Linked DNA regions of Mus musculus: all the other regions are linked to region 1. A link is a contact called in public Hi-C, HiChIP or PLAC-seq and promoter capture Hi-C data. All regions are on one chromosome and are shown on one strand. The core of a region is the stretch at or near the end of the contact, and the rest is flanking DNA. Distances in the headings are between cores, read along the strand shown. Region 1 holds the start of Zfp868 (zinc finger protein 868). Region 2 holds the start of Use1 (unconventional SNARE in the ER 1 homolog (S. cerevisiae)). Region 3 holds the start of Mvb12a (multivesicular body subunit 12A). Region 4 holds the start of Ccdc124 (coiled-coil domain containing 124). Region 5 holds the start of Myo9b (myosin IXb).

Region 1 (2,700 bases), core at 144-2,643:
ACTTCATCAAAGGCTCGCTCCCTGTGGCACAATTGTTTTGAGTTCCTTTTCATATCAGGACAAACTCTACCTACATTTCTCTCAGCCTACTTCTAAGTATTCATTTTATAAACTAAATATATGCAGAGATATACTGTGTGCTTTGACATGAGAATTAATATTAACAATTAAAACTAAAAGAAGGGCTGGAGAGATGGCTCAGTGGTTAAGAGCATTGACTGCTCCTCCAGAGGTCCTATGTTCAATTCCCAGCAACCACATGGTGGCTCACAACCATCTGTAATGGGATCAGATGCTCTCTTCCATTGCGTCTGAAGAGAGCGAAAGTGTACTCACATACATAAAATAAATAAATCTTAAAAAAAAAAGACTAGAATAAAACCCACATTAACCTTGTCCTAATTACAAATGTAAGTGAAATCACTTGGCAAATTGCTGCCATCAAAACCTTTTAAGTTTATTGTTATTCAAAAATATTTGATACTTTGGGGAGATACAAATGTGTCTATCTTATTTCTAGCATAGTATGCTCATGTTCTCAGTTTAAACTAGTAGTTCAACATACTTCCAATAAAAATGCTAAAATAAACAAGAAATAAAGGTTGTGTGGAAATGAAGAAAAGGACCAGAATGGTGAACACAATACAGAAGAATCGACTACAATGCTTCCTGACTAACAGTTCTCGGCGAACCTCGGTACGCAAAACAATGCACTATTTGAGGGAAGAAAAATTAACAAGCCCACAAATGCATAAGCAGAAATAAAAACAAAAATATAATCAAAGGATGTCTGACCGAAGAACAAAATAAATTCAAGGAGACAAGTCATCTTTCCCAGAGCTGGTTTTAAACATCTTTGCAAAGAAACTCACTGGACTTTACAAATGTCGTAAAATTAACCTAAAGAGGTTGCCACACTTACATGTGGAAAGCAAAGTTCAGAACTTCTCGAAGACAGCACAAAGAACCTAGACAGCCTTAGTCTAGCAAGCAGCCTTCAGCGCACCACCAAAAGCAGGACGTCCCCGCCAGCCCGGATCGTGACGTCATCCGCGTACTGGCTTCCGCCCATCCCCCGCCCCCCGCAGGGCGGGACCTCCCGCTCAGCGCTGACGCCAAGAGGATCAGGGCGGAAGTACCTACGGACCGCAGGCGGAGGCCCAGGTCGCAGCCCCGACGTCCCCGCGTTCACTGCCCCAACCCCAGGGAGGACCCACCACCCCGGCTCCCGCAGCCCAGCCGGCCGCTCCTCCCATCAGGGGACAGCGGCCCTCGCTCACCATTGCCAGGCTCCGAGCTCACCCGCGCTCCCCCACACAGCTCCAAGCACTGGCTCCCACAACGGCTTTCCTCAGTTTCGGTGAAGAACCTTTAGCTAACATGGCGGCCGAAAAGAACCCGCCCCCCCGCCTCCTAGAAGCTTCTGATTGGACAACCTGTCTGTAGCTCCTGATTGGTTAGAACTGCTCTAGGTGATCTGAGTGACAGGAGTAGCTCCTCTTGCAGTTCCTTAGGCTGTGAGTCTAGAGCCCATTGTTTAGTGTTGCGGTGGCCAGCAGGTGTCAACATAGGTTCATGGCTCTTGTGTACCTCTAGGTGTGCCCTACTGAATGATTCCAGGACCCTGACCAGTGAAAATAGTTAACGATGTCAGGCCAGTTTTGTGACTCTGACTTACCTAGGGACAAGTCCGCTGAAAGAACCAAACTAGTGTTTGGTGATGACAGTTCAGGGGGCACTGTACCATAGCTTCTTCAGAATATTTTTGTTGAGACTCTTCCTTTATTGTGTACAAGAGCCTCAAACTCGTAGTCCGCCTCAGTCAATGTGCCTAAAGCCATTTTTTTTCTTTTCTTTTTTATTGGATATTTATTTACATTTCATATGTTATCCCCTTTCCCGGTTTCCCTCCCTCCAAGAAACACCTTATTACATTCTTCCTCACCCTGTTTCTATGAGGGTGTTACTCCACCCAACCACACACCCACTCCCACCTCCCAGCCATCAATTCCCCTATACTGGGGCATCTATCGAGCCTTCATAGGACCAAGGACCTCTCCTTCCATTGATGCATGACAAGGCCATCCTCTACTTCAGTCCTTTCTCTAACTCCTCTATTGGGGAATCCCATGCTCAGTCCAATGATTGGCTGCCAACATCCATCTCTGTATTTGTAAGAATCTGGCAGGGCCTCTCAGGAGATAGCCATATCAGGCTCCTTTCAGCATGCACTTCTTGGCATCCACAGTAGTGTCTGGGTTTGGTAACTGTATTTGGGATGAATCCCCAGGTGGGACAGACTCTGAGTGCCCTTTCCTGTAGTCTCTGCTCTACACTTTATCTCCATATTTGCTCCTGTGAATATTTTGTTCTCCTTCTAAGAAGGACCGAAGCAACCATACTTTGTTCTTCCTTCTTACTGAGCTTCATGCAGTCTGTGACTTGTATCCTGGTTATTTGGAGCTTTGGAGCTAGTATTCACTTATCAGTGAGTGTATAAAATGTGTTTTCTTTTGCACCTGGGTTACCTCACTAAGGATGATATTTTCTAGTTCTATCCATTTGCCTAAGAATTTCATGAATTCGTTTTTAATAGCTGAGTACTACTCCATTGTGTAAATGTACCACATTTCCTGAATCCATTCCAGATTTGAAGGATCAAATCTTCAAATCAGGGATCAGGGTTGTTTCCAACTCCTA
Region 2 (2,856 bases), core at 64-2,563, 1.7 Mb after region 1:
GTTCACAGGAGTTTAGTCCATCATTGTCATGTCAGGAAGTATGGTGACACTCAGACAGAGGTAGCTGAGGAGTCCATATCTGAATCAGCAGGCAGCAGGAAAAGGACTGTATTCCAGTAGGCCTAGTTTTTGAGACCTCAAAGCACACCCCACCCCATGGTGTACTTCCTCCAATATGGCCACTGCCTGTGGTTTACTATGGGCTCATTTTGATTCAAACCACAAGCAACAAGGCTCAGTATTCAATTACCAGCATCACATGGCCCTCACAGTCACCATAACTCCAGTGCTCGGGGATCCAGTATCATTTTTGTTTTTTAAGGTTTAAATAGTTTTTTAGAGACAGGGTTTCTCTGTGTAGCCCTGGCTGTCTTGGAACTCTCTCTGTAGACCAAGCTGGCCTCAAACTCAAAGATCCACCTGCCTCTTTCTCCTGAGTGCTAGGATTAAAACCCTACCACCACCCTGCCCAGGTTAAAATGTTATGTTTAATTGTGTGTTGGTGTGTGCATATGAAACGTGAAGAAATCAGAGGTGTCAGATCCCCGGAGTCACAGGCATCTTTTCTAAAAACGTGGACTGAGACGGCTTGTCTAGCATTTCTAATGCTCATAAGTTACATGCGAGTGAAAGAGGTAAACCTAATATTGGTTCACAACCACGGTAAATCCAGCTCCAGGGCATCCTGGCTTGTTTTATAATCCTCATGGCATTCATTCCCTGATCCCTGAATTTCTCATTGGCTAAGTTCTTCGGGAGGTACAATATTCTCCATCCTTCGGGGCCTCGATCATGTAGCCGACTACATGTAACCTAAAATGAAAGAGAGTTGCTGGTAGCTAGGGAAGGGGGGGCCATGGACCATGATTTATTAAAGCTCAGGATGCTGGCAGCCAGGACTGGAAACTAGCAGGTCCGGCCAGATGGAAACGCCCAACTGACACGTCATCAAGCAGGGTCGGGGGAGACCCCAGGTCAAGGTTCCCGCTACAGAGGTAGAAAACACGTGCACTGCGCGCGCAGAGGCGAGGTGAACAAGCGGAATGCAATGACCGGCGAGGGAAGATGAGGAATGGCTTTTCCAGTCCTTTCAACGAATTCTCGCCGGACATAATCGGCTGTTCAGGGCCTACATGGACTACAGAGACTCTGCTTCAAAAAACGAAAAAGGCCAGGTATCAAGACCATCATTTTAAAAAGAGACAGGGACGAAAACGATTTATCTTTGAATAAACTGCGGCTTGAAATAAAACTCTACTTCCGTCCCAAGCGTAGCAGGGCGGACCTCGGAGGGGAAGGACCTCACTCAGGCACTTCCGCCCTTTTCTAAGATGGCGCAGGCGGAAGGAGCCTATCATCGCCCGCTGGCGACGTCGCGGTTGGAGTTGAACCTGGTACGGCTGCTTTGTCGCTGTGAGTCGATGGCGGCAGAAAAACGAGAACCGGACGAGTGGCGACTGGAGAAGGTGAGGGATTCCCACGCCGCCGCAAAGGCCTGCGAACCAACTCCACAGGCCACTGTCTCCGCTCCTTCTGGTCCGCGGCGACACGCCCCTCGTGCGTAACCCCTGACGTCCTAGTTTTCTCCCTACAGCTTCACGCACAGGCCACGCCCTCTCAATTCTAGGTCTTCGCTTATGTCCCCTCCCCTCTCTGACTCCTCTCCGGGTCCCACCCCTCTCCCTGGTTTGCTCCTGCCTTGGGCCACTGGCTTGGCTGACACCATACCTTCCCTCCCAGTATGTGGGTGCCCTGGAAGACATGCTGCAGGCCCTGAAAGTTCAAGCAAGGTGAGTGTGGGGGCACCGAGTCACCACCTCCTACGACGGCACAGCAGCAGACTAACTTTTTCCTGCTGCCTTTCAGTAAACCGGCCTCAGAAGTGATCAGCGAGTACTCCCGCAAAGTGGACTTTCTGAAGGGCATGCTGCAGGCCGAGAAGTTGGTGAGCCTGCCCTCCCATCCCTCAGGCGGGCCTCACTCAGTTCCCCACAGCCCCTAGGACCAGGGCACAGCCCCCCAGTAACTCGTCTTCCCCTTCCTATGTCTCCTCAGACCTCCTCCTCTGAAAAAGCTCTAGCTAACCAGTTCCTGGCTCCTGGCCGCGTGCCCACCACAGCCAAGGAGCGGGTGCCTGCCACCAAGACTGTACATTTGCAGTCTAGGGCACGTTACACCAGTGAGATGCGGAGTGAGCTGTTGGGCATGGTACGATTCCCTCCCTTGTACTTGGGACCAACCTCTGGATAGCAAAAAGAGTAGTCTTCAGAGGGGAAAGACTGGAATAATACCACAAACTCTAGTGGGCCTTAGGCAAGGCTTCCCCAGGAAGGCACTGTGCTCAAGAAGAGGAATTTGGCTGGGTGGTGGTAGTACACGTCTTTAAACCTCAGCACTGAGGAGGCAGAGGCAGGCAGATCTTTGTGAGTTCAAAGCCAGCCTGCTTGCTCTACAGAATAAGTCCAGTAATCAGGGCTACACAGAGAAACTCTGTCTTAAAAAAAATTAGCAAAACAAAGAAGAATGGACCACATCTGGTTAAACCCCAGAGTTGGCCCCACAGCTTTACATGAGTCAGCCCAAAGCAGAGAGAGATTTAGGGAAGATATCAAAGAGCATGGCCTCATTCCTCTCTCCTCCCCACAGGAACCATCTGGAGGTGAGACATGCTGAGCATGACTGTTCCTGCCACCCCACAGCCCTCATGCCTGCCCATCCCCCTTGATTTTTCCCAGCCCAGGAAGAGGTCCCAGGGTCATCTTTGCCTGAGGGGAGGCTGAGAAAGAGGATGGTTCCCAGCACAGTGCTAGGCCATTGAGAGGGATCTGGGACCAGGGAGAGTGGGCAAAAAGCAGT
Region 3 (2,700 bases), core at 168-2,667, 1.9 Mb after region 1:
AGGGTCCCTCACTCTAAAAGAACCATAAAGCTTACAGAGGCAGGTAGATCTCTGTGAGTTGCAGGCTAGCCTAGTCTACATAGTGAGTTCTAGGCTATCCAGGGCTACCTGAGAGACCCTGCCTCAAAAACCAACCGACCAAAACAAACAAAAATAACCAGAACAACAACGAAACCCCTAGCTTGCTAGTGAACTGGCCTCCAGGGCGATATTATTTGTTATTTAAGTCAACAGCTGCATAGCCACAATGATCTCTTTGGTCAAAATCCTAGAACAGAAAGTGTTTCAAACTTCTTCTTTCTACTCTATTTTTTTCTTTTTTTGGTTCATTTCCTTTTTGCTAGTATTTAAAGTATTTTTTTTGTTTTGTTGGGGTTTGTTTGTTGTCTGTTTGTTTAAAGCAGGGTATCCTGTAGCCCAGGTAGACCTCGAATTCCTGCAATAGAAATGATTAAGGCATCACTTTCTTGTTCTGACTGACTTGTGTCTGCCTAGACACTCTCAGTCTCCCACGCACTAATAGCCACACCTGTCTTGGCAACAGTCTGGGGACTATCCTTGTCCCTGACCATGTCTAGATGTATTAACGACAATGTTTGTGTTAGCTAAAACCTAAACCTAAAATAACTACAGGAAGTGTAAATCATAAATAATTGTCTTGTGTCTGGAAAATACTGCAATCTCTGCAAAAAAGACGGATGTTACAAGGTTACTCAAGACCCTGATAATGATACAATTGTGGTTCTTAAGTGTTTTGCTTTTAAAAATGCTGTACCCCTAAGCTCTGGCTACTCTACATGTGGCTATTATTAAAGGACTCGTGTAGGTTTTTTTGTTTGTTTGTTTGTTTGTTTGGTGTTTTTGGTGTTTTCGAGACAGGGTTTCTCTGTGTAGCCTTGGCTGTCCTGGAACTCACTCTGTAGACCAGGCTGGCCTTGAACTCAGAAATCTGCCTGCCTCTGCCTCCCAAGTGTTGGGATTAAAGGCGTGCGCCACCATGCCCGGCTACTCGTTTAGTTTTAATTGGCTTAATTAGACTGGTTATCAGTCTAACTATCTCGTATGGTTTTTTCACCATCTTGTATGCGCCTCTTTAAGTCCCTGAAATGACAGGCTATATCTACCAGGCCTCCTCTCCAGACCAGTTAAGTTTCCTTGCAGAAGGCAGGAGTCACAGGGTGATGCCGCACAGCATTCTGGGGAATGTAGTCCCGTCCGGAAAGTGAACGCCCCCTCCGCACACTGGGTAGTGATTTAGGGGCGGGAGTTCTAATCTTTTTTCCGCAAACGTATCTTAAGCGTCCAGAGGGCGGGTCTCCACGGTTACTTTGGACTGGTCAGCAGTGCTTGCGCATGCGTACTAGCTGCTTTGCGGAGCACTTTCAAAGGTGTTCTGGGAGTTGTAGTCCGAGGTTCCGGTCCCTCCGAGGGCTGTAGCTGCCTTCTGAGCTCCCAGGAAGGATGGATCCCGGGACGGACTCGGCGCCGCTTGCTGGCTTGGTTTGGTCGTCGGCCTCGGCGCCGCCGCCGCCGGGTTTCAGCGCGGTAAGTGGGAGCGCGCAAGGGTTGCGGGGACGGGCCAGGAAGGGGACGAAGTCCGATGACCTGTGCGTCCCGCAGATCACCTGCACCGTGGAGGGCGGGACGGCCAGCTTCGGCCGAGGCTTCGCGCAGAAAGCCGGCTACTTCCTGTGCCTGAGCACGCTGGGCATCCCGGAGGTGAGCACGGGTGGCCTGAGCCTGAGTTTGCCCCGCCCCTCGCCCTGCCATCCTCGACCCTTCTCCAACTCTCTCCCACCCTTACTGCTCATACCGTTGACCTTTCCCCTCCCCTCTGACTGCCCCCTTCCACCTGCCCCCTCTCGTGCTCCCAGAACCCTCAGGACAATGTGGTAGTGGACATGCAGATCGTGATGGACAAGGGCCCACTGCCGTCAGGCTTCTCTGCAGTCAACGACCCTCAGGATATCAGTAAGATCCGTGGGCACGGGAGAGCGGCAGGCACAGGGAACGGCTGCTAGTGTATGTTTGGAATAGGACTTAGCTGAGCAGGAAGGCACAACCTGTAAATGCAGAGCTCCGGAAGCTGAGGCAGGAGGATGGTGGCGAGTTCAAGGCCAGCCTAGGCTACAGAGTGAGGCCTTTATCTCAACCCACTACTCCAGAATTAAATAGTTGACACATACCTGTCTTAGCATTCAGGCTGAGGCAGCTTTGTATCCAGCCTGGGCTACAGAATGAGACCTTGCCTCAGCTCTTCCTAAGAATTTGAGCATAGTGGGGCATACCTGTCACTACATGAAACCCCGCCCCTAAACAAACAACAACCACCCCAGATGTCTTTGGCATACCCACCCTCTTCCTCACTGCCACTGGTCCCTGCTGCTTGTCCTCTGCTTCTGTGGCGGAGTGAGTCCTCCTGGCCATTCTCTTTTCCTTTCCAGGCTCTTGCACTGCGAGTCCACCTGGAACTGGCTTCCCCTGTTCTCTGCATAGCTCAGCCTCCCCTCTCCCTTCTCCCCTGCCTGACCCAGCTGCCCGCCTCCCCGATGGTGCTTGGTTCTCTCGGTGTCTTTAGTGACCGCTGGCAGGCTGCCGTGCAGAGGGTCAGGTCAGTGTGCAGACAGAGGAGGCGTCCACAAATTCTCCTATCCTCCTTTTGCAGCTGTCTCTTGACTTAGTGTTTAATTGGTTTGGGGG
Region 4 (2,833 bases), core at 192-2,691, 1.2 Mb after region 1:
CCCTGACTCCCAAGCTCCTCACTAGGTCTTCCCTGTGAGAGGCACACCTGCCTCGTTTGAGCCTTCAAATACACCCACCAGCCCTGCCCTCAGGACCTCACACCCAGCCTGAAACTTTCCATCCTCCTGCCTCAGCAGGATGACAGGCATGCAGCATTATGCTGGGCTCATGTTTCTCTTCTAACCCAATAAACTCCTGCTGAAACTTCAGGGCAAGGCTGGCTGGGACTAGAGGCATGGCTGCCACGCTGGGACAGGTGGATACCTCTAAGCTCCAGGCCAGCCTAGGCCATACAGAGCATCCCTCAAGAAACAAACCAGGGTGCTGGTGAGATGGCTCAGTGGTTAAGAGCACTGACTGCTCTTCCAAAGGTCCTGAGTTCAAATCCCAGCAACCACATGGTGGCTCACAACCATCCGTAACAAAAATCTGATGCCCTCTTCTGGAGTGTCTGAAGACAGCTACAGTGTACACACATATAATAAATAAATCTTGAAAGAAAGAAAGAAAGAAAGAAAGAAAGAAAGAAAGAAAGAAAGAAAGAAAGAAAGAAAGAAAGAAAGAAAGAAAGAAAGAAAGAAAGAAAGAAAGAAAGAAAGAAAGAAAGAAAGAAAGGAAGAAAGAAAGAAAGAAAGAAAGAAAGAAAGAAAGAAACCAGTTCAGGTGTAGCACCAGAGAAGGCCGACCAAGAGCTCCTGACGTTCCCAGACCGGAAATTTCTCTTTAAGGCATTTGGTGGTGGCGTTGTGGGTGTGTGGGTGTGGAGTGGGTATCCGGAGTCATTTGTATCCAGAAAGAGCCTCGGTATCTTGCCCAGGCTATCCTGGAACTCAGAATCTTCCTGACTGAATGTCTACTGTATATATGTCATTTAACAAACCATCGTCATCAGCAAGTTGGGGGCATTAAGGAGTCCGCGAGCACGGACAGCAAAGGACCCTCCTCACTAGGGACCTGATCAGATCCGCACCACCACCTCAGTTTCCGGACCTACCTAGGGTCCGAGGCCGGGCATCGTGGGCCCACGCCTGTGATTCCAGCACTTAGCAATGCTGAAGTAGGAGAATTACACTGAGTTCGAGGCAGCCTAGACTACAAAATGAGCCCAGGACTCTAAATAATCCCCTTCGAAAAGTGCCTACGTGGTTCCCCATGACTGCCAGGCCGCGCGGCAGGAGGAAAGTGACAGAAAACTCCTACTCCTCCTCCTCCAGGAAGCCCTCCCGGCTCGACCTGGGCCGGAAACTGGCTGAACTCCCCGCGAGCTTCTGCGCCTGCGCGCTGGGAGCACCCACCACCGGGCACCCCATCTCCAGTTCCGCCTTCCCGCCGGCAGGACCCCCAGGCCGAGCCGCGCCCGCCCAGCGTGCCCCGCAACCCGGCTCCGCCCGCGCCACAGCCGTTCCTACCTCTTCCCCCGGCACCGGCTCGGTCGCGTGTCAATGACGTCGCCGCGCCTGCGTACTCAACTTTCGGTGGCGCTCTACTCATGACGTTCTCGAATGCCGCCATCTTGGTAGAGTCTGTAGGAGTTTTTCTCTGAGCCAAAATACTAAACCAGTGTTGCCAGCTCTCCTTCTTTCCAAGCAAAATGTTTTCAAGAATAACACGTTATCGGCCCATCTCAGATATTGGTGAACAAAAACGGAAGATAAACGCTAAACTCCATAACGGTGACCTCACCAAGATGGCCGCTGCCCGGAGAAAAGATGGGGAGGCCGGCCCCAGCCCTGTGGCGACGGCCGGGATGTGGTTGCTGTGCCACCAGGGGGCGTCAGTGGCCCACCCGGGGTGCGGGCCTGGCTGCTCTGGGCTCTTTGTCAGGCCAATGGCTCCTCCAACTCAGGGCAAAAGTGAGAAGACATCCCTTGCCCTGTCTGAGTCGGGAAACTGAGGGTCAGACGGAGTAGAAGTTGGATTAGACTAAATGCAACCGACATGGCCGTCATGGTGTCATTCATTCCAGCACTATGGGGCCCGAAGCAGAAGGACTGACTGCAGACCTAGGCCGAAAGTGACACTATCTCAAAAATAATTGAACATAACTGAATTGCTAAATAAATCACAAGCCGGCGCGGGGCGGTGGTGGCGCACGCCTTTAATCCCAGCACTCGGGAAGCAGAGGCAGGCGGATTTCTGAGTTCGAGGCCAACCTGGTCTACAGAGAGTGAGTTCCAGGACAGCCAGGGCTACACAGAGAGATCCCAGCTGCTCGGCGTCCGCTGCTGCCCGAGTCAGCCCCCGCCTTGTTGCTGAAGCCGACTGGCACTGCTTAATCTTTTGCTTTTCTTTACTCCCCCCTCCCCTAGTTCTTTTTTGATGCTTCTGTTGCTTCATTGACGATTAACTTCATCTTAGTCTGCAATACTTAGGATTTTGTGCATCTCTGACACAGTTACTGCCACATCCGGTCATCCTTGGAGTTTCTGGAGCCGTGAATGACCCTGAACTGGTCCCCCTGCCTCATTGTCCCAGGCGCTGGAATGGCAGGCATGGCCCTGTAGGAAAGAAAGCAGAAGGTTCAGTTCGAGGAGTCTATTACTGTGAGCGGGAATGCAGAGCAGGAAAGATGGCTTTGCGGGAAGAGGCGCTGCCCCATCCTCACCCTAACAGCAGCCGGAGCTGGCTCCCCGTCCGTGTGGTGGACTTTGAGAAGCACAAAAGGAAAGGCACACAACTCTCGGCGTGGTGTTTCAGTTTGTGGACTGCTAATGTTGGCTTTCTTGGGCCTTTTGCAGGTGATCAGCCTCTGCAGTGACTGCACGGACCCCAGAGGAGGATGGCCTCCTGTTGAGCCCAGCACACAGTACTTCTGTTGCTATGAATAGGTTC
Region 5 (2,735 bases), core at 68-2,567, 1.6 Mb after region 1:
TACCATCCCAGAGATGGCACCACCCACAAGGGGACCTCCTCCCTTGACCCTAATTGAGAAAATGCCTTACAGCTGGATCTCATGGAGGCATTTCCCTAACTGAAGCTCCTTTCTCTGTGATAACTCCAGCCTGTGTCAAGTTGACACAAAACTGGCCAGTACATCAGTTATCTACTTTCACCATATGAAACCCATGGATCAAAATAAGATCATGAGGCTTGGTGGCAAGAGCCTTTGTTTCACCCACTTGACCTTCACAGAGTGTCCTTTGCTGTATACAGTCACAATAGCCCGTGACCCTCATCCTTCAGACTCTTAAGCAAACACCCATGGGTGTAGTGAGTCAGGGCTAAAGGGGAGTGCGACAAGCAACCCTAGAGCTCCTGAGGCCTAGGAAAAGGTCTGTGCTGGGACTAAAGTCGTGCTACCATGTAGGGTCACGTTTTTCCTTTAAAAAAAGGAAGGCTAGGTGGTGGTGGCACATGCCTTTGAACCCAGCACTTGGCAGGCAGATTTCTGTGAATTCAAGGCCAGACTGGTCTACAGAGCTCCGGATCAGCTACACACATACACACACACACACACACACACACACACACACACACACACACAAAACAAAAAACAAAAAACACCACTGTCTCCAAGGGGAAAAAGAGAGAATGTCCACCAAAGTCCACGCACAACCCCAATTCTGAACTGCATCTGGGACCCCAGCTCCCCAGCACGCACCGAAGCGGCTCAGAGCCTGGGCTTCTGGTCTGGGAGAGATTCGGGCATTGGCTCATAAGATCCCAGTTCTCCAGCTCCGCTGCCTGTGAGCCCAGGATCTGGTCTTTGGCCAACCCACAGGAGCCCCTAAATTCCGCCCTTCTGAGATCCCAACTCACCCTGCGTCCCGTTCTGAGGAATCCGCCATTCTCCCGCCTTCCACTCAAAGGCAAGCGTCTCAGGGTCCCGCCCGCTAGGAGGCAGGGAGTAGTGCTGGAAGCCGGAGGGTGCTCTCTTCACGCGAGCCGCGGGGCGGGCTCCAAGCTTGCTACAGTTCGTTCAGCCTGGCCAAGAGCGCCGAAAAAGGGCGTGGCTCCAAGGTGTCCCTCAGACGTGTGGGCTTCCGGCACCAACCTGAGCGGGCTAAAATACTGCTGGGGAGGGGCGTGACTATCATAGCGCCCGCCCCTCTCAGCTGTGGAACACTTAGCATCTGGAATGCACCAACCGCAGAGGGCGTTCGCTGCGCGCCTTTAGATGGGGCGGGACCTCGAGTCGCCCCGCCTCTCCGACGAGTTGGCGCCCGCCCACTCAGCGCCTCCGGAACCCGGAAGTGAAATCGCACGGTGCAGCGGCGGGCGAGGCTGGTCGCTTCGGGGCGGGGCGGCCGGGAGCAGCGGGCAGGCTGGCCGGGGACCGGTGGCGCGCAGCGGCCCGAGGTCCAGGTAAGTTCTCGCGGCGGCCGTGAGTGGAGACCCGAGCCGGGGTTGTGCACCGGGTTGCTCCTGAAGTCGTGGGACGTGAGGGCAGGATGCGGCCTGGGGGACGCGTGGACGCTGAGGGGGTTGAGACTGGCGGGCTTACCGCGTCTTTCAGCGGCGGCTGAGGAGAGGACGTGGCTAAGGTGGCATCTGGGGGGATCTCAGGAAACGGGGGAGGCCAGGAAGGCGGAGCCGAGGGGCCGTGCTAGGGAAAGGGACTTCTGCACTCGCGGTCTGAGCCCTAGGGTGTCAGAGAGGCGCCGGGCTCTCAGAGAATGGGAAACGGTCTGTGGCAACCCACTGTTGGGGCTGGAACGTCTAAAAGAGTGGGCCTGGAAAGACACGCAAAAACAGTTCCTCAGAGGGCCGGAGGAGTGGAGAGGAGGAGGAAAGGGAGATGACGGGGTGCAGCCTCTGGAGACTCGCCCCCGCCTTCCCCTCTTGATTCATCTTCTTCCTGACTTCACTCCCGGACAGCTGGGTGATCCGCCAGGGCGAGTCCCAGCGCCCTCTGGGTTCTCTCTCTGCTTTGATAGGCACATCACTTTCTGCTCAAGAAAAGAGTAGCTGGACTCTAGAGGAGGTTGCGGGGTGGGGGTGGGGTTCTGACACCCGAACTGCGTTTCAGAAGAAAGGGAGCCGGTAGGGTGGAAGCCACTCTCTCAAGAGAGTCACATCCTTGGACTTAAACGTTTTTTTGTTTTTTGTTTTTTGTTTTTAAATGACTTACAGGAAATGTATACCTCAGCGGTGGCAGAGATCTCAGCCCCGTGGAGTCACAGCTGCCAACAAACCCTCCCTTCTTTTTCTAGGGACCCTAACTCCCAAGGCTTTATAGGGGAGTCCTTTTGTGCCTCTTTGGCTCATTTTCCAGCACTTTAAGACATCCACCTAGCAGCCCCTCAGGTTGTATCTCCTTACCTTGTTGGGTATTGTCTAGTCTTTGAGACTTCAGTATCTTAAGGTGTCAAGGAATGGCTGGAGGTGGCATGAGCAACTATAAAGTTATTGTCACCGGCCTCTCTGCTCCTACAAGGCCTTGGAGCTGCCTGGTTTTGATTGGCATCACTTTCTCCCCCCCCCCCCTTACCAGTATTCCCTGTCTGCTGTGTGCTTGCTGAAAGGAGGCCAGGTTTAGAGCTCCATTTGGTACAGGAATCTGGATATAAAGGAAGCCTTAGAGACATGACTGCCCCATTCACTTCAAGAATGTTCTGGAAGAAATCTTTCAACTTAGCTTGCCCAAGGGCACACGGTGCAAGTCAT

What was found. Promoter capture Hi-C pulls out the DNA fragments that hold promoters and counts their contacts. A called contact is a pair of places that touch in the nucleus more often than the background predicts. HiChIP or PLAC-seq counts read pairs in DNA pulled down with a chosen protein or histone mark.
Region 2: a contact with region 1 is called in an H3K27ac HiChIP or PLAC-seq map of thymic regulatory T cells, with 14 times the contacts expected there. The contact joins the promoter of Use1 here to the promoter of Zfp868 in region 1. A contact is called at or near these places in 4 of 39 promoter capture datasets (liver, maxillary cranial neural crest and pre-B cells), 1 of 484 Hi-C or Micro-C datasets (B cells), 1 of 115 datasets of contacts at active chromatin or transcription factors (thymic regulatory T cells) and 1 of 9 other capture datasets (liver).
Region 3: a contact with region 1 is called in a promoter capture Hi-C map of neutrophils, with 4 times the contacts expected there. The contact joins the promoter of Mvb12a here to the promoter of Zfp868 in region 1.
Region 4: a Hi-C map of B cells shows a contact between it and region 1, with 5 read pairs. The contact joins the promoter of Ccdc124 here to the promoter of Zfp868 in region 1. A contact is called at or near these places in 3 of 39 promoter capture datasets (liver, neutrophils and pre-B cells), 1 of 484 Hi-C or Micro-C datasets (B cells) and 1 of 115 datasets of contacts at active chromatin or transcription factors (embryonic forebrain).
Region 5: a contact with region 1 is called in an H3K27ac HiChIP or PLAC-seq map of thymic regulatory T cells, with 8 times the contacts expected there. The contact joins the promoter of Myo9b here to the promoter of Zfp868 in region 1. A contact is called at or near these places in 4 of 39 promoter capture datasets (liver, neutrophils and pre-B cells), 1 of 115 datasets of contacts at active chromatin or transcription factors (thymic regulatory T cells) and 1 of 9 other capture datasets (liver).

Annotation. Positions count from the first base shown.
Region 1 is chr8:69,624,155-69,626,854 of GRCm38.p6, forward strand. It overlaps Zfp868 (zinc finger protein 868), which reads right to left and starts at 1,394. Exons shown (of 5, transcript NM_172754.2): 1 at 1,281-1,394.
Region 2 is chr8:71,365,904-71,368,759 of GRCm38.p6, forward strand. Use1 (unconventional SNARE in the ER 1 homolog (S. cerevisiae)) reads left to right here and starts at 1,314. Exons shown (of 8, transcript NM_025917.4): 1 at 1,314-1,466; 2 at 1,741-1,790; 3 at 1,867-1,945; 4 at 2,056-2,208; 5 at 2,647-2,659. The coding sequence starts at 1,332.
Region 3 is chr8:71,541,513-71,544,212 of GRCm38.p6, forward strand. It overlaps Mvb12a (multivesicular body subunit 12A), which reads left to right and starts at 1,418. Exons shown (of 9, transcript NM_028617.2): 1 at 1,418-1,545; 2 at 1,621-1,719; 3 at 1,875-1,971. The coding sequence starts at 1,462.
Region 4 is chr8:70,872,049-70,874,881 of GRCm38.p6, forward strand. It overlaps Ccdc124 (coiled-coil domain containing 124), which reads right to left and starts at 1,442. Exons shown (of 5, transcript NM_026964.3): 1 at 1,411-1,442.
Region 5 is chr8:71,271,397-71,274,131 of GRCm38.p6, forward strand. Myo9b (myosin IXb) reads left to right here and starts at 1,318. Exons shown (of 40, transcript NM_001142322.1): 1 at 1,318-1,433. Haus8 (4HAUS augmin-like complex, subunit 8) reads right to left here and starts at 1,194. Exons shown (of 11, transcript NM_001163042.1): 1 at 888-1,194. The coding sequence starts at 916.